Linked DNA regions of Mus musculus: all the other regions are linked to region 1. A link is a contact called in public ChIA-PET, HiChIP or PLAC-seq and promoter capture Hi-C data. All regions are on one chromosome and are shown on one strand. The core of a region is the stretch at or near the end of the contact, and the rest is flanking DNA. Distances in the headings are between cores, read along the strand shown. Region 1 holds the start of H3f3b (H3.3 histone B). Region 2 holds the start of Jmjd6 (jumonji domain containing 6). Region 3 holds the start of Armc7 (armadillo repeat containing 7). Region 4 holds the start of Hid1 (HID1 domain containing).

Region 1 (2,850 bases), core at 58-2,557:
TATTAGCAACTTGTCACTCCTGAGCCACAGTGCTCACATCACTGAGGTCTGTGAACAGTCAGTCACTCTTCCCATTCATCCTGAGTGAAAGATGGAATGACTTAAGTACAAATGCAACATATTATAAACAATTTCTTACAAAAAAAGTCACAAATTAAACCAAAGTATTTTACAGAATTTACTACAAAATGCCATAAAAACCGCTTCAACTTAAGCTCTCTCCCCCCGTATCCGGCGAGCCAACTGGATGTCTTTGGGCATGATGGTGACTCTCTTGGCGTGGATGGCACACAGATTGGTATCTTCAAACAACCCCACCAGGTATGCTTCGCTAGCCTCCTGTTGAGGACAAGAGCAACAGCATTAACACTCCTACTGGAGCAATCAAGCCGCCGCCCCGAGTGCCACCAAGCCTTTTGTCCCTTTACCTGAAGGGCACCGATGGCTGCACTTTGAAACCTCAAGTCGGTTTTGAAATCCTGGGCGATCTCCCTCACCAATCTCTGGAATGGCAGCTTCCGGATGAGCAGCTCAGTCGATTTCTGGTAACGACGGATCTCTCTCAGAGCCACGGTCCCTGGCCTGCAGTCACCAGAAGAAGGAAGGCGTCAACGGTCAGGGAGAAGGGAGAGAGCGCCCGCCCGCAAGCCGGCGGCCAAGTCATTGTTCCCAGCCCTCTGCCTACCTGTAGCGGTGAGGCTTCTTCACCCCGCCGGTAGAGGGCGCGCTTTTCCGAGCCGCCTTGGTGGCCAGCTGTTTGCGGGGGGCTTTCCCACCGGTGGACTTCCTAGCGGTCTGCTTGGTTCGGGCCATTTTTTTTCACCTGCGAGACAAGCGACGTTCAAGGCCAGGTCACCGGGCTCCGGCTGCCAGGCGCCCCTCCTCGCCGCAGCAGATGGCGGCCGCCGCCTCCTCCCCCTCCCCTAATGACTCAGGCTGCGCCGGGCTGCGGCCTCCCCCGGGAGGGGGAGCGCGGGGAGGAGCAACTTCCCGCTCCACGGGCGGCCGGAAACACCGCGGCGGGACCTGTGAGTCACCACCGGGAAGCAGACAGGACGGAGGTGGCGGAACGCGACCGAACTCGACCTCCCGGGCTGCCTCACCGACCAGACCGTCGGCTGCCAGCGACCGCGGTCCTAAAAGCCAGGGAGGCTCCGGCCGCCGGCAGAGCCGCGAACTCACCCAAAGCCGAGTCTGGGGCCCTTGCTGAGACCGAGGCGACGCTGGAAGCGCTCGAACAAGAGCCGCAATCGGCGAGCAGAACGGGCAGATACTCCACCAACGAACGACCAAACCGCTCTGCGCTCCAAGCCCCCCGACGCCTCCATATTTATAGAGACGCTGCACGCTGCGTCAGTGCGTCACAGAACCCTGATTTGCATACACCAACGACTTTTTCGATTGGCGGGAGCTTTCGCCGACGCGCTGACATCTCCCGACACAAAGGCCGTACTTCGGGGCCGTTTCCTGATTGGCCGGTGTTCAGGCCACTGATTGGCTGTTACAATTGCTTCAGGATTGGCTGGATGCAAAGAGGAACAGACGAATCAGAGTTTAGCACTAGGGAGCTCTTCTGATTGGATAAAATGGAGCTATGTTTGGATCCTTCTCTTGGTTCCAAAGCTCTACAATAGAAAGTCAATGCAAATGAATTGCACTAGTCTCCTGGAATTTAAGAAAGTTGGGTCGGCAAGAGTCTACGACTTTTTTGCATCAAGAGACCATTTTAGAGAGATTTTGCGTAAATATAATAATAGTAATTATTACTATTATTTTAATGTAGGATGAAATTATTCCCTGAATAATTTACTTTCTGTAATTTTCATCGTTTAATATAGTATGAGAAATGTAATCCAGTCAGTCATCTTACAGCATATAGTGTTTTGTGCACTGTAAATGCATACACATTCTAAAGCATAAAGCAATTGTTTGATGGGGAAGGGTAATAGACACAAAGAATCAAAATTCAAAAAAATTATTTCCGAGTTGGGTGGTGCTGCAGGCCTTTAATCTCAGCTTTTAGGAAGCTCAAAGGCAAGCAGATTTCTGTGAACATGAGGCCAGCCTGATCCACAGGGGGTGGGGGGTTCCAGGCCAAGCAGACCTACCTACAGAGATCTTGTCTTTTATAAATCCTGGTTTGTTTGTTTTTTCTCCAGGACTACATAAACCAAGCTCCAGGTGCATGAAGGTAATATCAGAGATGGAATCAGGATCCAAAATTCAAGGTCATTCACAGCTACTTAAGTCAAGGCCAGTCTAGGATATATAAAACAGTTTCAAGAAAACAAAAAACAACAAAAGGGGACTGTTCCTTGCATCCTAGCGCTCTGGAGGCAGGCAAAGCCATGTGAGTTTAAAGGCAGGACCACACCAGCAAAAGCTACCCAGGGAGACCGTGTCTCAAAACAAAACAACAAATACCTATTTTTGCATGTTTAATTCAGGCCATCACAAAATATTTTATTTCAATGTACTTAGAGTTAATAAGAAGTTGTCAGGCATGCTGGCACACACATTTCTTTAATCCCAGCAACCTGGAGACAGAGGCAGGTGGCTTTGAGGCCAACCTGGTCTACATAGAAATTACAGAATAGCCAGAGCTACTTAGTGAGTCTCTGTCTTAAAAACCAACCAAAGGGGGCTGGTGAGATGGCTCAGTGGGTAAGAGCACCCGACGGCTCTTCCAAAGGTCTGGAGTTCAAATCCCAGCAACCACATGGTGGCTCAAAACCATCCTAACGAGATCTGACTCCCTCTTCTGGAGTGTCTGAAGACAGCTACAGTGTACTTACATATAATAAATAAATAAATCTTTAAAAAAAAAAAAAAAAAAAAAAAAACCAACCA
Region 2 (2,808 bases), core at 182-2,681, 820 kb after region 1:
AGTTTTATTTAAAAAAAAAAAAATGCCCTGGAGGAATCCAGATGCCTCCCCACCCCCCCACCCCCATGGAATCCTTCTTCCGAAGTAGGACTATAAACAGGTCAATGTGTAGGGAAGACTTTCATTGCTTTTACAAGGTTAGACAGAGTTCTGCTAACAGGCTTGCGGATTTGTGTGTGTTTATCCAGAGACAGGGTTTCTTTGTGTAGCCCTTGCTGTCCTGGAACTCATTCTGTAGCCCAGGCTGGCCTTACAAAAATACCACTGCCTGTCACTGTCCATGGTTTTTGAAAACTTAACGTGAAATAATTTACCTGTAAGGGGGTCTGCGTTTCTCCCCCGCGTATTGGAAAAGATCATCTGTGAAAAACTTGGGCACCTTGTAGTCTTCCAAAAGTTTCCTTCTTTTGGGGTGTTCGCCATAGCTGCTATCGAAGATGTAAAGGGGACTGTCATCGCGGGTGCTCTCCATGTACTCGATGTAGTACTTCATCTTCATCTTAACCGAGTAGCCGTCATTATCCTCGCCGCACTTGAACTTCTGGTTCCGGTATTTCCTTTTGAGGCGCTCCAGAGTCCATTTCTCCTGTGCGGACCAGCCCTCTTGTGCATTGAGCAGAACCACGGGCTTGTAAGGCCTCTCGTAGCGCTCCACGAACTCTTTCACCGACAGCTGTAAGGCATCAGCTCTCTCCACGTTATCCTGCGGGAACAACAAAAGACCTGTCCCGTTAGGACACTGGAACAAGTCCAGTGGCGGATAAAGGTGTCCCACAGGGCCAATTAGCAAAGACACCCGTGAGCAATGGCACACACGAGCAAGGAACGAGCGAGCCTCTGCTCCTCCAGGGGGCCGGAGGGACGGAAGGAGGCCCACGTGCGTGCGGGCGAGCACGTCGCACCCGGAGCCACCCCTTCACGGGAGGGAGGGGCCCGAAGCTCCCACGACCGAGCGAGTTTTGACAGCCGGGCTGCGGGGCCCCATCGGGGGACCAGCGGCCCTCGGAAGGCGGGCAGCCGTCGTGTGGGGTCCCGCGCCCCGCTCACCGGCACGGCCGCGGGGTTCAGCGGGTAGCTCTCGTAGTAGTTGTGCCGGGTCCAGTCGAGCGAGTCCTTGAGCTCCGGCCGCGCACTTCGCTTGGCCTCGCGGATGCGCTTCTTGCTCTTGTGGTTCATCGTGAGCCGCTCGCCGTCCGGTTCCGCCCCGACCCCGACGCGGCTCGCGTTTCCTGCCACCAAACGCGCCCTCCCTCCCTGGCTGGCGCGGCCCCGAGACGCCCTTCGCTCCGGCCCGGCGCCTTTAAAGTCGCCTTCCAGAAGATTCACTCCTCAGCCGCCACCGGAGCTTTGGGTTGGGCGAACAGCGGCCTTCCTCCCCGCCCCACCGCCTCATGCGGTCCGCCATTGGCCTCAGCGACCTGCCAGACCCGCCTTCATGCACGCCAATTGGGCGCCATGTTGGGAAGGTCGCGTCGCCGACGCCCTGCCCCTCCCTGCTTTGGCCTACGCAACACTTCCGTCTGCGCGTCGCTTCCCTGCGGTCTCCTTCCGGCCGGGCCCGCTGCGGCCTCCGGCTTCCTGTGTTTGCCATGGACAGTGTCCGGCCCCGCGCTCCTTGGGCACCGCCTCCTGACCCGGCGTCCCTGGACTCCCCTACGTGCGAGCCCGGCCTCATGGCCGGGACCCAGCTCTTTCGGTTCCGGGAGGAGCCAGTTCCCGGAGGCAATCGGGCGGTGCTGGAGGTCCGCGTCCCGCAGGTGCGTGCGGCGGCACCCACGTGGGAGCCCCCTGTTTGGAGCGGGAGTGGGTTGTCCTTCAGTTCTCGGCTTCGTTCATTAGCACCAGGTCTGGTGTGAAGCCCGGTGAGGGGTTAAGTGCGCTCCAGTGACACATTTAGGGACAGTGCCAGGAAGTTCACTGAATTCCACCAGGAAAGTGGCTGTCTTGTCCTGTGATGCTAACTTTGTACTCTTTTGAAAGCATCTGTCAGTATATCTAACACGGCCTGCCCCCCTCCCCACCAAACCTCCGGGTACTCTTGATTGAACCTCTGCCTGTTAGGCAAGTGCTCCGCCACTGAGTGGTAGCCCTAACTCTCTGTTTTATTTCTGAGCTCAGGCAGGCTTTGAATTTGAACCCCCGTTTCCCGCTTCTTAGGGTTAGGAGTGTGCGCCACCATGCTGGCTTAAACAGTGCCGGGGCTCGAATCCAAGATCCATACACGATAGATGATAGTTGTGCTTTTGAGTTTATCCCAAACCCCGTAATCTTTGCTGTTTAAATTTTGGGACCAGGGATTCCTGTCTCCAACACCCCAATAAAATTTTATACATCGGCACTGGCTTGTTCCCTCCGAGCTCATAGCTACTCTAAAACTGACTAACTCTTCCCAGGTAGTCGGGTTTTACAAAGGATTTTCGTGTTGTAATGTAGGCAGCTGGACCATAGGTAGGTAGGTGTCCCTGGCAATAGTAAGGGGAGCAGAAGGTATAGCCTTCTGCTATACAATGCTGCCACCTGTAGCAGTCCTCGTTTGTTTGTTTTTTTTCCCAGACTTCTACACAAGTGAAGCAGAGATTTTGTTTTGAGACAGGGTCTCTCTATGTATCCCTGGTTATTGTGGAACACATTCTGTGAACCAGTCTGGACTCAGGGTTCACCGTGCCTCTGCCTTTGGAGTGTTGGGATTAAAGGTGTATTCCTCCGCCCTCCCAGCAGCCTCTAACATTAGAGAAGAGATTCTTGGCTGTGTACTACAGAGAAATATTTCAGGACAAATAAGCGTGAAGCAGAGTTGGAAGATACTAA
Region 3 (2,848 bases), core at 6-2,505, 550 kb before region 1:
TGTCTAATGTCCCCTACTGCTTTCCGGATCGCAACTCAGAACTGAGCTTGACCCCACCCCCACCCCCCAAGGAAGTTTCTACTCTGAAGGGCAAATGCCAGGGACCTATTTTTCATTCTAACAGAAAACAGAGTTGGGGCTGGCTAACAGGCCCACGTCCAGGAAAAATAGAATCTGTGATCCTCCAGCTAGGAAATTTTCATCACACTTGCCCGTTGGTAATAATGGCATTAATCTGAGGGCAATAAGCAACGAAGAAATGAGGGTGCAAATGTAGTTTAGTCACGTACATCAAACCTTCACTTCCATCTCCAGCCCCACCCATGCCCAGGTGTGCTGTAATCCCAGTTCTTTGGAGCCTGGGGCTTGGAGACAAGATGGAAGCAAAGTCTACTCTTTTGTAGCCAGGATCTGCTTTGGACCATCCCTGGAAAATTTTGAGGGGAGTCTGCAAAGTATTTGTTCTGGAATCTCAAAGGCTCCAGGTCCCCAGGTCTTTGATGTTCTGACTAGTCAGACGCTTGGCCATCTTGAGCTGAGATGTAAGAAGTCTGCCTAGCCTGCTTCTTATAAAACCTAAAGGGCACAGAGTTCTCACGGAGCAACCTTGGTTCTCAAGCATCCAAACTAAGACTAAAACTCTTGCTCTTGGTTGATGTTGGGCATGGATTGATCACTGGAACTTAAACCCCAGAGGTGGGGGCCAGGGAAAGGTGAAGTACACAAACCATTCTGCTGTGATTCAGGTCCCTGGTACCAAACATAGTACATGACCCCTGACCCTTGCCCTAAAAACCCTTACTGCCTCCATCCTCCACCTCCACCACAGCACGGCAAAGCTGGGCCCCTCCCTGACGCTCCTTGTGACCCTAAGATTGTGTTTGGGGTTTGATGGATGTTCTGTTTTGTTACCAGGGTCTTGCCATGTAGCTCTGGATTGCCTTGTAGACTAAACCGTCCTTAAACTCCGTGTTCTGGGATTAAACTACTATCATGTCTAGATGGCCTGAAGATCCGTCTGCCCGGCTGTCAATCCATCCACCATTCTCTCTCTCCTTTTCTCCTCTTTCCCTCCCCTCTCCCTTCCTCTCTCCTTCGACGCATCCCCGCTGCGGCGGCTGCGCAGTGGAGGGTTAAAGCCTCCAGCTCTAGAAATCCGGAGGGAAGCCCAGGAGGCGCCCAGTAACCACGCCCAATCCCGTCCTGGTCCCGCTCACTCCGTTTCCTGGGGCGGGGCTAGAGAGACTTCCGCCCTGAACCAGGAAGCGGTGCAGGGAGTGTGGTAAGGGGGCGTGCCTGCCTTCAGTTCCGAAAAGCCACAGCGTCTCGCCCGGGTTGAATTTTGGTTTTCAGATCCGGCTCAGACAGGATCCTGAGACCCCTGGCCACCCCCACAGCTCATCCCCAGCTGCAGACGCGGATCTCAGGACAAGACTGGGTTTGCTGCCGCTCTGTCGCCGCCGGGACAGGTCAGGATCCAGGCCTTGTGGCCTCTACCGGAGCTCCCAACTCCGCCGCCCCAGCCATGGCACAGAAACCCAAGATAGACCCCCACGTCGGGCGGCTAGGCTACTTGCAGGCGCTGGTCACAGAGTTCCAGGAAACCGAGAGCCAAGGTAAGAGGTGTAGCGTGGGCACGAGGGACCCAGGAGGGTTCTGACGGCAGCCGCCGCCGCACAGGTCCGACCCCAGGGCTGCTTCCCATTGCAGATGCCAAGGAGCAAGTCCTCGCCAACCTCGCCAACTTCGCTTATGACCCGGGCAACTACCAGTACCTACGGCAACTACAAGTCCTGGACTTATTCCTTGATTCTCTGTCGGAAGAGAATGAAACCCTAATCAAGTTTGCTATTGGTAAGAGTTAGGCTGCCCCCAACCCCCGTGCCCGCGCGCCTCCCCCCAAGTTATAGACTAGAGCGACTTGAGAGTCAGGCATGCCACTCGCCTATAAAACTAGCATTACGGGAGGCTGAAGCAGGAGGATGGTTGCGACTTGGGGGCCAGCCTGGGATTCAGAGTAAGACACTGTCACTAAACAAACTAGTGTTTGGGATGGGATCTCATCTAGGGCAGAGCTGCCGTGTGTGGACCACCTACCTTCTCCTCCTCCACACATTATCGGGGTCACAGCTCATTCCAAACAAGTCGTGTCTTTCTTCCTCTTAGAAAAGAGATAATAAGTGAGGAAATGGGGTGAAACCTCTTTGAAAGAAGTTTAGTTTTTTGTTTGTTTGTTTGCTTGATTTTGATTTTTTTGAGACAGGATTTCTCTGTGTAGCCCTGGCTATTCTGGAACTCACTCTGTAGACCAGGCTGGCCTTGAACTCAGAAATCTGCCTGCCTCTCTGCCTCCCAAATGCTGGGATTAAAGGTGTGCGCCACCACTGCCCGGCTGGAGCTTGCCCTTGTATTGTTTACTGTCAAGAGGTGCAAAGGTAGCTTAGAACTCCTATAGTTGGGTTATTGTAAGGCCGTTTGAATTATTCAAGGTAGACTCTTTTACATTTGCTGTGTAGGTGTGTGTTTGCATGTGTGTGTGGATGAGTGTGAGTATGCATGTGCACCAGGCTGTATGCATGAAATTTGTCAAGAGTCAGTTCTCCCCGAGTACAGTGGTACATGCCTTTCATCCCCAGTACTGGGAAGACAGAGGTAGGTAGATCTTTCCGAGTTCCAGGCCAGCCTAGCGTGAGTACTGAGTTCTGGACCATCTAGGGCTATGTGGTAAGATGTCGTCTCTAAAAACTAAGGTAGTCGTTGTTGTTGTGTTCTCCTCTTCCAGTTGCTAAGGGAAGATCTCTGTGCCTTCAGAGTAGGGCAGTGCACTCCATAGCTGGGCCGTGAGCCT
Region 4 (2,875 bases), core at 144-2,643, 660 kb before region 1:
CAGGCTCTCTAGAGGCCCTGGCATTCCTTTCCTCGGCCTCTGACCTTCCCAAGGTGGGTAACAGGGTGTGGGAGTAGTGGTCGGCTCTCTGAGGCTGTGACTGGCTGGTTGTGGGTAGGCAGCTCTCCTGATCCCACTCACACTGGCCAAGAACAATATAGAGCTCTGAGAACAGTCGGATGGGGGTGGGGTTCCAGATGGCAGTAGGTCCAGAGCCCTTTGACAGGCAGGGCCTTGGAGAGGCTGCTGGTATCTCCATAACCAGAGTAGCCTGGTTTCCAGAAATAAAGATTGAAGGGACGACAGGGAAGGAACCTTGCTGGGTCAAGAGGTGTGTGCTGAAGGTAGGAGGCAGCTTCTGTGACACTTGTAGACACGGGGGATGGGGGGGGGGAGTGTGGACTGGAGTTACCCATGGCTCCCTCTCCAACAGACCAATGATAATCTCCTCATCCCCGAAACCCCAATCCCTATTCCGGGTGCCAAAAAGCACAGCCAATCAGCTCCACCGGGCCTGGAGAAGCCCCTGGATCATCACTAGCTGGAAAGCTGGCTTCCCTAGGCCTGAGGACAGCTCCTCTTACCCAGCTGCCGCTGCCTGCCACTCTATGAGCTCCCAGGAAGACCTGGGCCTTCCCTACCCTCAGGCATCAGCCAGGGCCCAGAGAGGCCACCGCTGCCACCGCTGCCATCGCGCACCAGCTGTTTTCCCCAACCCAGGCAGGCGCCGGCCCGGCTTTGTTTGCATTGAGTCAGCCGGGGCTGTATGTCCGGGACCATGGGCACTGAGGGGCAGGGAGACCAGCGGGGCGATGGATGGGTAGGTGGGAGCGGGAAGAGGCTGGCTAAGCGAGGCTGCGGGCACCGGGGGGGCGGGACAGGGGGCGGATAACGTTGTCGCCGCCGGCTCCAGGAGTAGGCACACGTCAGCCTAAGGTGGCAGCAGCAGCAGTGCCCGGGAGAGTGTTCCCAGGGGAGAGTAGGCATAGGGTGGGCTCCCAGAGGCAGGGATGGAGCCCTAGTTACAAAGGAAAAGTCCCGTTCCGGTGCTTGTTTCAGCATCCCCCTCTGGATTAGCCGGTCACCCCACCCTCGGGTGAACCGTGTTCACCCAGCCCCCCCGGCCCTGCCCTGCCCCCAGGGCCGGCAGGTGGATGAAGAGGCTGGGCCCCCAGGCGCACCTGCGTCTTGGTGGTCAGCTGGATCACCGCCTTCCGGAAGTTCAGCTTGGAGTCTGCGGATCCCATGTCGATGGACCCCGCTCCAGCCCGACCCCGGATTCCGACTCTGCCGCGGGCTCCGGCTGTGACTCCAGCTCCAGCTCCGCAGCCCCGGCTGCTCTCTGGGGAGCGAAGCTGCGAACCCCGCCTGCCGCAGGCGTCGGCCCCGCCCCTGTGGCTCCGCCTTTAGATCCGCCCCCACGAGGCCCCGCCTCTGCACCTGCCGCTCAGGCCTCCAAGAAGAAGTCCGGAGTTCTCCGTGGAACCCAACTCCTGGTCCTTTCGTCTGCAACTGAGTGTTGTCCTCGATCCTCAGTCCGCAAGACTGAAACCCTCCTGGTATCTCATCTCCTGCCTCCACCTTCATTCTTCATTCCTGCTCAGACCCGCAGTTTCTCCTCCAATCCTCTCTACCTGATGTTCATGCTTTCCTACTATTGTTGCTATCTGAGCTTGCTTGCTTTTTCTCTTTTCTTTTCTTTTCTTTTCTTTTCTTTTCTTTTCTTTTCTTTTCTTTTCTTTTCTTTTCTTTTCTTTTCTTTTCTTTTCTTTCCTTTCCTTTCCTTTCCTTTCCTTTCCTTTTCTTTTCTTTTCCTTTCCTTTCCTTTCTTTTCTTTTCTTTTTCTCCTCTCCTCTCCTCTCCTCTCCTCCCCTCCCCTCCCCTCCTCTCCTCTCCTTTCTTTCTTCCTCCCTTCCTTTCTTTCTGTTTGCTTCTCTTTCTGACCTATCAAATCCACGTGTCTAGCCTTGAAGTTATTCTAACCCTTAAAAGGTTTAGCTCTTGCTTGTGTGGAAGGATGGGCTGACTCAGTGTCCCTGTTCCAGGAAGGCAGCTCAGCAGTGAAAAATCCCTTGGGTCTTGACGCTTATCTAGCTCCCTGGCTTCCCTGAGAACTCTTTGAAGTGTAGAGGACATGACATAAACATCACAGATCCTGGTTTCAGAAGAAAGGAGTTTACCCATGGTATAGCCTAGTACACTGTGTTTGTTTTGTGAGGAGTTTATCGTAGGCTTGCCTCGAACTCACTGTTACTGGTGATGAATTTTTTAATCCATCTCCCAAGTACCAAGGTCACAGGTTCCATGATCACCCTTGGTATTATGGGGTGCTGTAGATTGAACCAAGAGGTTCTTGGATGTTAGGCAAGCACTCTAATTATTAAATTAAGAGTAATAGCTGACAACCCAATAAAAATAGTTGATCCACATATGAGATCTCAGAACTCAGGAGGTGAAGGCAAGAGGGACTGTCATCCTTGGTGAATAGTGAGTTTGAGACCAGCATTGGCAAAATCCAAAATAATCTGGTATTTATCTAATATATATATATCTCATAGCAAGCCAGGACAGCAGGACAGCCAGGGCCATGTATGATGTATGTGTCCCACCCCTCACACAATCATGTTACTGTGTCTAGAAGTTTCTGAGAATCCTGGATAGTTCTAAACAACATGACTTTAATCTAAAGGGGGATCCCGGAGTTGTAAAATAAGGAGTATGCTCCATCAAGGCAGCTGGATCAGGTGTAGAGGTAGAGAGAGAGGGCATGGTCTCACTACCTCACAGAACAAGCCACAGCATTGGGTAGCTCTAGCTTTTCTCTAAAGGTATGTTGTCCCTACAAAATTCTGGGTGTGCCCCCAGGGCTTTTTTT

Evidence for each region. Promoter capture Hi-C pulls out the DNA fragments that hold promoters and counts their contacts. ChIA-PET counts read pairs in DNA pulled down with a chosen protein or histone mark. HiChIP or PLAC-seq counts read pairs in DNA pulled down with a chosen protein or histone mark.
Region 2: a promoter capture Hi-C map of liver shows a contact between it and region 1, with 4 times the contacts expected there. The contact joins the promoter of Jmjd6 here to the promoter of H3f3b in region 1. A contact is called at or near these places in 13 of 39 promoter capture datasets (the C10 cell line, HPC-7-derived erythroid cells, cranial neural crest and 8 more), 11 of 484 Hi-C or Micro-C datasets (CD4 T cells, CD8 T cells, LSK cells and 6 more), 5 of 115 datasets of contacts at active chromatin or transcription factors (astrocytes, bone marrow-derived macrophages, effector CD8 T cells and 2 more) and 1 of 9 other capture datasets (adipose tissue).
Region 3: a contact with region 1 is called in an RNA polymerase II ChIA-PET map of effector CD8 T cells, with 10 read pairs. The contact joins the promoter of Armc7 here to the promoter of H3f3b in region 1. A contact is called at or near these places in 2 of 39 promoter capture datasets (erythroid cells and liver), 1 of 484 Hi-C or Micro-C datasets (embryonic stem cells), 2 of 115 datasets of contacts at active chromatin or transcription factors (effector CD8 T cells and microglia) and 1 of 9 other capture datasets (pancreatic islet).
Region 4: a FOXA1 HiChIP or PLAC-seq map of pancreatic cancer cells shows a contact between it and region 1. The contact joins the promoter of Hid1 here to the promoter of H3f3b in region 1.

What each region holds. Positions count from the first base shown.
Region 1 is chr11:116,023,197-116,026,046 of GRCm38.p6, forward strand. H3f3b (H3.3 histone B) reads right to left here and starts at 1,308. Exons shown (of 4, transcript NM_008211.3): 1 at 1,183-1,308; 2 at 686-823; 3 at 429-582; 4 at 1-339. The coding sequence starts at 813. The coding sequence ends at 211.
Region 2 is chr11:116,842,018-116,844,825 of GRCm38.p6, forward strand. Jmjd6 (jumonji domain containing 6) reads right to left here and starts at 1,432. Exons shown (of 6, transcript NM_033398.3): 1 at 1,048-1,432; 2 at 315-703. The coding sequence starts at 1,176. It overlaps Mettl23 (methyltransferase like 23), which reads left to right and starts at 1,498. Exons shown (of 5, transcript NM_028865.3): 1 at 1,498-1,757. The coding sequence starts at 1,590.
Region 3 is chr11:115,474,412-115,477,259 of GRCm38.p6, forward strand. It overlaps Armc7 (armadillo repeat containing 7), which reads left to right and starts at 1,256. Exons shown (of 3, transcript NM_177778.5): 1 at 1,256-1,616; 2 at 1,711-1,854. The coding sequence starts at 1,526.
Region 4 is chr11:115,366,363-115,369,237 of GRCm38.p6, forward strand. It overlaps Hid1 (HID1 domain containing), which reads right to left and starts at 1,394. Exons shown (of 19, transcript NM_001346774.1): 1 at 1,182-1,394. The coding sequence starts at 1,247.